Linked DNA regions of Mus musculus: all the other regions are linked to region 1. Evidence: chromatin contacts called from public promoter capture Hi-C data. All regions are on one chromosome and are shown on one strand. Each heading gives the region's core, a stretch centred on a gene start, on an enhancer-like site or on the middle of the called end of the contact. The rest is flanking DNA. Distances are from core to core; before and after follow the strand shown.

Region 1 (2,720 bases), core at 132-2,631:
ACACATTGTGAGCAGTTTCCACCTCTTTCATTTCTGCATACTCTGAGGGCAAGTAATATGCAAAATAATCTTTCAAAACCTGGCCCCCGCTAGACTCATACCATAGTGGGCAGGCACCCTCAGTGAAAACGTCAGGTTTTCAAAGTTACTGGGAGTCCCTTTAAAGGTTCTTTTTGGCTTCTTACGGAAGTCTATCAAGGAAGCGCGCTGTTCTGCAGAATGGTATGAAAATGGGCTATGAGAATACGCTTTGATCAGAACAGCAGACACCGTCCTAGCTGGCAACTGTTTCCTTATCCTCTAAGATTCTGCTGACAGGGAAAGGAGGCGTCCTACCAAGCGGAGACAGACTCACCCACTTACCTGGTATCCACATTCCTGAAGAAGCTGCTTATAGCGTCGTCATAAATTCCTTTCTAGAAACAAAACAAACTATAGCATTTACGTTTATTTTCTCTAAAACCCTTTTAGCTGTAGCAACTCTACAACGCTGAAGGGGCTCTAAGAAAAAGAAACCTAGGTCGACTCTTCCAATTACATCTAAAGGTAAAATGCCAAGAGAACCCCTGACTAAGTTTAACAGTGATGAAAAAAGCACACCCTGTAGGATTATACAGCTGGTACTCCAAGTGGGAATTTCTTGGGATTCTTGGTCGTTTGATGTATTTACCTACTTTATAGTGCTTTCATCTATAGCATCTACTGTCTTTCAAAACAACAACAACAACAACAACAACAGGAGGAGGAGGAGGAGGAGGAGGAGGAGGAGGAGGAGGAGGAGGAGGAGGAGGAGACTGCTAAAGATCAGGGAAACTTAAGACCAAACTCCTGACAAGTGCCTTCTGCCTGTGACTTACAGCAACACGTTTAAAAAGAAACTAGCCACGACCGGTATGAGAAGATCCTATGCAATTTATGGTACTGATTAAAAAGCCCAAGTAATCTGGGCATGATAGTGGTAGTCCTGGGGATGCAGAGACAGATGGATCGCTGCAAATTCCAGAACATGATCTACACAGCAAGTCCCAGGTCAGCCAGGGCCCCGTAGCAGGATCCAAAGCACCCCTCCCCAAACCTCATGTGAACTCTGGCAGGCCCGGGTGACAGGCAGGAGGGGCGGGTACCTGGTTGACCGCTGCGTGCTCCCTCAGCGCCAGGTCCCAGAAGCAGCAGCCGATCTGGTTCCCGCACTGTCCGACTGCAGCCAGTAGCGAGGAAGAGAGAGAGGTGCATTAGGAAGGCAACCAGGTGACTGGCTCCGCAGCGACCCGGTCCCCGCGGACGGGGGTAGCTCACCCTGTACGACCACCGACTGGGTCATTCCGCCGGGAGGACCAGCAGGAGCACTCCCGCCCAAACTCCCGCCTTAGCTTTCGAGCTCAACGACGCCCTACGAGGGGCGGCCTTAAGTCACGTCGCTGCCGCAAGTAGCCAATGTCGTAATGCCCTTGTTTCTTTACGGCCAGGACTTCTGCGCAAGCACATTTGCGGCTAGCCGTTACCATAGCGACTGGGCCTCCGGCAGGTAAATCCTAGCTGCCCTGTCAACATCCTTGAGCATCTGCAGCTCCGGAGGCCCTGGTAACTGACGGGTAACTAGGTTTCAGAGAGGCATTTAAGATAAGGGACTTTAACTTTGATCACGGGCTTTGAGAGGCTCACAGCCTAAACAGCCAGGACAGTGGGTCCGATTTCTCAGGATGATGCCCGCTAGTGTCGTTATCTAACAGAAAACGAATGTGGAGGAACACAGAGACACCCCAGACAAATAGGCTTATCTGGGAACAAGGGAAGCTAGGTACACTCCGACCAAATACCACAGCTAAGTTCAGAGGCCAAAGCGATGCACTCTTCAAACTTAAGATTTCTGGATAATTCAAAACATCTACACAAATCCAACTTCCAACAGCCGGCAATGCCATTGAAGATACACTCGATGCACTCAAAAGATATGACCTAAAATATTACATGGCGCTGACAAGGAGAGCCATAATATTCAATGAACAAGGGTCTAGGAAAAGAAAAGATGGGTTAAAAGTTAAGGCGTTTGATTTGATGTATGAACAATGTAGACGAGATTTTTTAAAGGCAGGGGTGGGGCACGAAGTTCGAAAGGGGAAAAAAAGGTTATTTTTCAGAAATTGAATTTTTACTGGGCAAATTAAATGAGGCTTTAATTAAGAACTAAATTAAGAATTTAGGCTGGAGAGATGGCCCAGTCAGTAAAATGCTTGTCTCTGAAGCACGGGGACATAAATGCAGACCCCAGCACTTAACAAAAATCTGGGAGCCTGTAACTCTAGGCTTGGAAGGCTGGAGAAGGGAGATCCACAGAGTCTAGCTGAAACTGTGAGTGTCAGATTCAGGGCTCAATAGGAGACAATGTCTTACAAAGTAAGATGAAGGATAACTAAGGAAAACACTTCATGTTTCACATCTTGTTTCCATAAGTGTGCACACACACAAATCCCCTCACTAACTTTAATGCTTTAATGAAGTTAATATTTTCCACAGAAATTCTGAGAAACTACAAAACCTTTAATCTTCATTTAGCAAAAGTTAAATTATACTTGCTATTAATTTGTCATGATATGTAATATGATATATAACATGATAAGAGCCACAATAATTGATTGATTGGTTAGAATACCTTATTCAGCCGCCAGGATACAGCTTAGTTTGTTATTACACAGTTTTGAAAGATGTGAATTTTGACGTTG
Region 2 (2,700 bases), core at 82-2,581, 2.1 Mb after region 1:
CCTGAATTTGAGTCTTAGCATACAAATGAGAAGCTGACCATAGCTAGCTGTGTTTGTAACTCAAATGCTGTAGGATCAGAGACAAGAGGACCCATGGGCTTGCAGGCTAGTCTGCATAGCTCCAAGCTCAGGGCAAGACCTTATCTCAACAATAAGGTGGAAGAGTGACACAGGATTGCACCCAAATTTAACTTCGGCAGACAGATTCCTGCCTTCCAGGAAAGCTGGGGCTACACAAAGAAACACTGTCTCAAACCCCACCCCCAAGTAAGAACAGCTTGAGAAAAAAGACCCATGGAAGTCAAATGGCTGCTCACTGGTGCAGAGCAGAAATAAATAGCCCAGGCTGGGATGAAAGTCTTAGATCCGTCAATAACGTAGGCCATTTCTGAGCTTCATGCCTCAAGATTCTCACTTCAGTAGATGAAATAATAGTGAGCTGAATATCGATAGTATCTGTATTGATACTCTAGTAGAGAAGAAACAGGTGATGAAGAATACATATTTAGCACAATGCCAGGCACAGCTGCTATTTGACTTACTCATTGTGATGACTACTGTTGCTGCTATTCTTATTATAACCTAGCCTTTTCTTCTACTTCCTTTATTTAATCAGTTAAGAAAAAATAAATCCTTCAACACAAAAGCTGGTTCCCTATCCTGGGCCCAGACCTTCCCCATCTTGACTGATAATCTATGTGTCTTGGTTCACAGCGTCTTTCTCCTCTAGACTTTGAATGTGTGCTGAAGGTAAGTCTGTGAAAACACTCAGCGTTCATACGATCCTGCAGCATGTCTGCTCCTAGAAACCAAATTTGGGAAACGTACTGAATTGCTAACAGCTTGACACAGAAATGAGGACTCCACAGGGCTTCACTAGGCGGTGCTTTCTAAATCTGCTGACGGGAAGGAAGAAAGTAGGTTGGAATGGAGATTGCATAATTTCTGGATCCCACTGACTTGAATTCATTTTGTGCTTGGATAAAACTGGTGTTTCCTCCCGGGAGGTTTTCAGTTTAGCAGGGGAAAAAAATACCTCTGTTTGGTGTGTTAGTCGACACTAGGAGCGGCCTTGCATTTTTGGGGAGAAATAACAGAATGTCACTACGCTTTCCAGAGGGAAAGAATGTCTGGCCCAAAGCCACAGCTAAGGGGTGTTCCTCAACCATAGGATCAATGACAGCATCTAGGAAGGCAGCCTTGGTGCCACTGGAAGGCTAAAGCGATGATTCCTCAGTGGGCAGTGTCTGCTGCCTGATGTGGCCAACAGATGGAGAGCAGCAGAAAACAGGAAAGCCAGTCCTGAAGTCAGAGGTTGGCTGGCCAGTGTTCAAGACAAAAAGTTGTCCTCCACAACCTTCCCAGGAAGCCCTCACCTAGGAAGTCCCTCCTTGGAAAGGTCTTAAGGCAATGGAACTTTTATTCTTTTCTTATTCAAGAAAGGAAAATACTGAAAAGAATTCTGTGCTCTTCAGAAAGTTTCCTGATAAAATTAGAAAACTGTAAAGAGTAAAAAAAGAAAAAATAAAAGTTTTGGATATTGATGTGGAACGTCTTTTGTTTCAGGCTCAGTCTTGTGGAGCACAGTGTTACAGAAGAGTACCCTGCCTGCTCAGCCGACTCTGCACCACATCCACATCTACACTCCATTCCTGGGCAGGAGAGCATCCTGCACTTCAGAGGCCACTTCAGAAGCCTCAGCTCTGCTCTTAGCATCATGCTTGTTTTAACTTGCTGAGCATTGCGCCAAGGCCAAACATATCACCCTCTTCGTGCTTGTTAAAGCCATCTGTATGAGGCTGTCATGAGGAGCTGGAGTAAAATAATAGTTTCCACATGTATTACTGTCTTCATTTTAGGTAAAAATATGGTTTCAAACTTTTTTTAATATAAAAAATCATGAAAAAATTAGAATTAGAGTGTAGATCTAATCTACTAATTTAAATTTATTTACCCAAGACTTTATGAGTACTAACATTATCTTGGGAAAAAATATTATAAAACTTAAGACAATTTAAAACTTATAAAATGCCTTTATGTAAAACTCTGAGTATATGTGTAAAAATCTGCAAAGGTTTGTGTTATAAATAAGAAAATAATTTAAATGGATTTAATACTACTGATTGTGGATCAGGCGGGGACAAATTATCAGCAGAACTTATTTTTAGTTTATATTCAGCTATATTTTCTATCTTGATAATTATAGAAAATATTACTTTATACTCAGTAAAAATTGACTCAAATAACGTCATATGTATACTTTTATTTTATTTGAGGCAGAGTCTCTGGCAGCCAATGCTAGTGTAGCTTGTGGAGATAAGGATGACCTTGAACTACTAGTTCTCCTGTCTCCACTTCCCAAATGCTTGGATTAATGATATGCACCATCATAACCAGCTATAGCAATAATCTTTAAGAAAACATTGTATGGGGGTTAGAGAGACTGATCTTCCAGAGGTCCTGAGTTCAATTTCCAGCAACCATATGGTGGCTCAAAATCACTGTAATGGGATCTGATGCTCTCTTCTAGTGTGTCTCAAGATAGCTATAATATACACATATACATAAAATAAATATTTTTTTAAATTTTTTAATCCTTTTGTACATTCCACTCTTCATCTCCTTCCCGGTCTGCCCCCTGACTGCTCCCCATCCCATACCTCCTCCCCCACCATACGTGTCCAAAAGGATGTTGCCACC
Region 3 (2,867 bases), core at 12-2,511, 2.1 Mb after region 1:
TAAGTGTCAGGGACTGGTGCTGGCTCATGGGATGGGTCTTAAGTTGGGCCAGTTATTGGTTGGACAGGTTTCTTTTTTCAATTCACAATTTCCAATTTCTGAGTATTTGATTCAGTTCAAAAATAATTGCTTCATCCCAAGTGCACAGATTATGAATTTGGAAATAATTTATGAAATACCAGTCTTCCTGACACAAAGTGACACTGTTATTTTTCCTGAAGTAAGAAATAGCTGTTAGAGCCAGTAAGCACTGTGTAGATCTAGTGATGGTCTCTGACACTGACATTCCTTTTGGTATGTTCCAGTCTTAAGACCATCAAGTCATTGACTTGGAAACAAGCTTTCATAATAAACAGACAGAAAACGATCCAAGTACAATTTTTTAATAAAGATAATTACAAAAGATGGAAAAATCAGCTCAGAAAGGCCAATTGTTTCTTTAATAGATCCGGCTTTTGACATAATAACACATCAATTTAAATACAATCACATAAAGCATGGTGGAAAAAAAAATTTGCTTCATAATTAGAAAAACTCACAATAAAACTTGCCAAGAAAAACAAAAACAAGCCATTTTGAAAATAAATACAGTCCATGCCAAAACAGTATAAAATGAAGCCAATGTCCTCAAACAGGGAAGGTTTCTTATCCCAGAATCGTCTCACTTTTCGAGGTTCCTAAAGTTGGAGAGTCAAATTCAAGGGTTGCTGAGTTGTTCTGACTTGGCTCTGTTGAAAGAGGATCATGAAATATTAAAAGTAATAGTCTTGGTTTAGGAGCACTGACCTGGCTACTTGCACAGTCTTATAGATTCACACCAAGCTATTCACTGTTGTTGTTGTTGTTGTTTTTTCTTTTTTTTCTGAGCAATAAAAGCCTTAATCTTTCCAGTTGTTTTACAACTGAGCATTCTAAGTTATCCTTCAAAATTAGCAAACAACTGGGTGACCAAGCACACGTGCTTGCTTCTAACACAGACTCTCATTCTTCAGCCCAGAGTGACGATTTAAAAATCACTATGTAGCTTAGTGTGGATTTAAATTCATGGCAATCCTCTGGGCTCAGCCTCTCCAGTGGACTGAGATTATAGACTCAAGCCTCTTCACAGGTGTGGATAGCCCTGGGGCTTACTTATTATATTTGATGCTACTTCCTTCTCCAGTGAGGGCCTACAAACAAGCAATGAGTCAGCACTCAGGTTTACTTCCCATAAACCTGCTTCCCACCTAATTTGTAAAATAAAGGAGAGCTGATGATTGGGCAGATAAAGGGAAGGTGGAGAAGAAGGTGGGGAGAGAGAGGAGAAAATAGGGGAGGGTGAGGATGCAGAGGAGGGGGAAGAAGAAAAGTGGAGCAGAAGCACGTGGCCTGGAGAAACTGCAAGTTCTAAGGGCTCTCACAGTTGTTGACGATGGTAGTGTAGCGGTAGATCTGCCCATTCTAGGCACACAGCATGTATTCATATTAATTGAGTTGTGTTTCATTGCCAGGGCATATTTGGGTTGGAGATTTACCGCAACACTTCACCTACCTAGCCATACATGCATTCTGATAACAAAATTCTCCAATAGGCTTTCACTTAGCCCAATGTTTTTTCCTTAAACTAGCCTGTCTCCTAACATCAAAGTATTCTAAGCACAGTAATATGAGCATCATGAAAAACACGATTGCATACATAAAAGTTACCGGTCAAATAGCCTAAGCACGTTACCCACACGCAGACCTGCACTCATTGTATGTTCTCAGGCTGTGCCAGTATTTCTCAAGTATGCATGCCCCCGCCCAACCCCCAAGACATGCATGACGTCTACAGACACAAGCATCGCTCACCCTTTGGGGTCTGTTTTCTCACCACTATTGTCCTTGGATTTGTCTTCTTCCTTAACATCTAAAGACAGAAGAAAAATATTGATGTCTATTTTGAAATATAAGACACACAATATATATATGTATGTATATAGTGTATATATAATAAATGTTAAAAACAAAAAAATAATTTAGCTTCTTGCCTTTAGGATCACTTCCTTCTTACAGTGCAGACACAGTTCTCTAGAATGTGGGTCCCAAAGAATGAACAAACTCTCAGGTAAGAGGAAAGGGTATCTTCCAGGGAAAACTGTAAAAGGACTGAGGCACGGAAGCAGTGGTAAGACAGAAGGAGCTCAAGAGAACTGTGTCTGCACTGTAAGAAGGACGTGATCCTAAAGGCAAGAGGCTAGATTATGTTTTTTGTTTTTAACATTTATTTATTCAGAGTGTGTGTGTATGTTTGGGCATCCACACCATGACTTCCATAGGGAGGTCAAAAGACAGCTTGTAGAAGTCAGGAGTCTTCCTCCAACATGCAGATCATATGTAATCAGGCTTGGCAGCAAGCACCTTTACCTTGCTGGCCCACAATATCCCATTGTTCTAACCTTAAATTTTTAATTACTACTAAACTGAACTTCATAACTTAAATACAGTAATTAAAGTAAATGTCCCAGATTAGCCAGAGTATTTTCTCTGTGTAAATTAGTTATGAAGCAATGGCCTCATGGAGAGGTGCAGGGACAGCAGCACGCTTGGGCAATGCAGACACTGCAGGGCACTGCTGTCACCTCCCATACAAATCTACATGCCGACAATGGAGATTTCACATTTTAGTGTCTTGGATAATTCTGGCTAAATTTTTACTCAGTGCCAAGAGGGGGTGGTGGTGGGTCTTATTTGAGGTTATGACCCATAGATTATTGTGGTATTTTGTCTAAAATACCAAGAGTCAATTTACTTTATCACTTTCCTATTTGGAAAAAAAAAAGAAAATGCAGAAGATATTTTAAAATAGAAAGAAACTGAGTTGGAGGTGGTGGCACATTTCTGTAATC

What was found. Promoter capture Hi-C pulls out the DNA fragments that hold promoters and counts their contacts.
Region 2: a contact with region 1 is called in a promoter capture Hi-C map of liver, with 7 times the contacts expected there. The contact joins the enhancer-like site here to the promoter of Tube1 in region 1. A contact is called at or near these places in 11 of 39 promoter capture datasets (the 3T3-L1 cell line, 3T3-L1-derived adipocytes, the SN4741 cell line and 7 more), 2 of 115 datasets of contacts at active chromatin or transcription factors (embryonic limb bud and forebrain) and 1 of 9 other capture datasets (pancreatic islet).
Region 3: a promoter capture Hi-C map of embryonic stem cells shows a contact between it and region 1, with 9 times the contacts expected there. The contact joins the enhancer-like site here to the promoter of Tube1 in region 1. A contact is called at or near these places in 16 of 39 promoter capture datasets (the 3T3-L1 cell line, 3T3-L1-derived adipocytes, the HPC-7 cell line and 10 more), 8 of 115 datasets of contacts at active chromatin or transcription factors (embryonic forebrain, embryonic limb bud, embryonic stem cells and 3 more) and 1 of 9 other capture datasets (adipose tissue).

The regions. Positions count from the first base shown.
Region 1 is chr10:39,132,684-39,135,403 of GRCm38.p6, reverse strand. It overlaps Tube1 (tubulin, epsilon 1), which reads right to left and starts at 1,381. Exons shown (of 12, transcript NM_028006.2): 1 at 1,297-1,381; 2 at 1,125-1,198; 3 at 364-416. The coding sequence starts at 1,321. Fam229b (family with sequence similarity 229, member B) reads left to right here and starts at 1,498. Exons shown (of 5, transcript NM_183254.2): 1 at 1,498-1,581.
Region 2 is chr10:37,046,207-37,048,906 of GRCm38.p6, reverse strand. No RefSeq gene overlaps it. Among named protein-coding and RNA genes, the nearest start is that of Hdac2, 73 kb to the right of the region's middle. Within about 2 kb of position 1,331, at least 58 of the 459 cell types and tissues checked have an H3K27ac peak or open chromatin away from gene starts, as enhancers often do.
Region 3 is chr10:36,999,390-37,002,256 of GRCm38.p6, reverse strand. Hdac2 (histone deacetylase 2) reads right to left here. Exons shown (of 14, transcript NM_008229.2): 13 at 1,831-1,888; 14 at 369-728. The coding sequence ends at 698. Among named protein-coding and RNA genes, the nearest start is that of Hdac2, 26 kb to the right of the region's middle. Within about 2 kb of position 1,261, at least 7 of the 459 cell types and tissues checked have an H3K27ac peak or open chromatin away from gene starts, as enhancers often do. A contact at or near this core is called in embryonic stem cells, where this site is marked.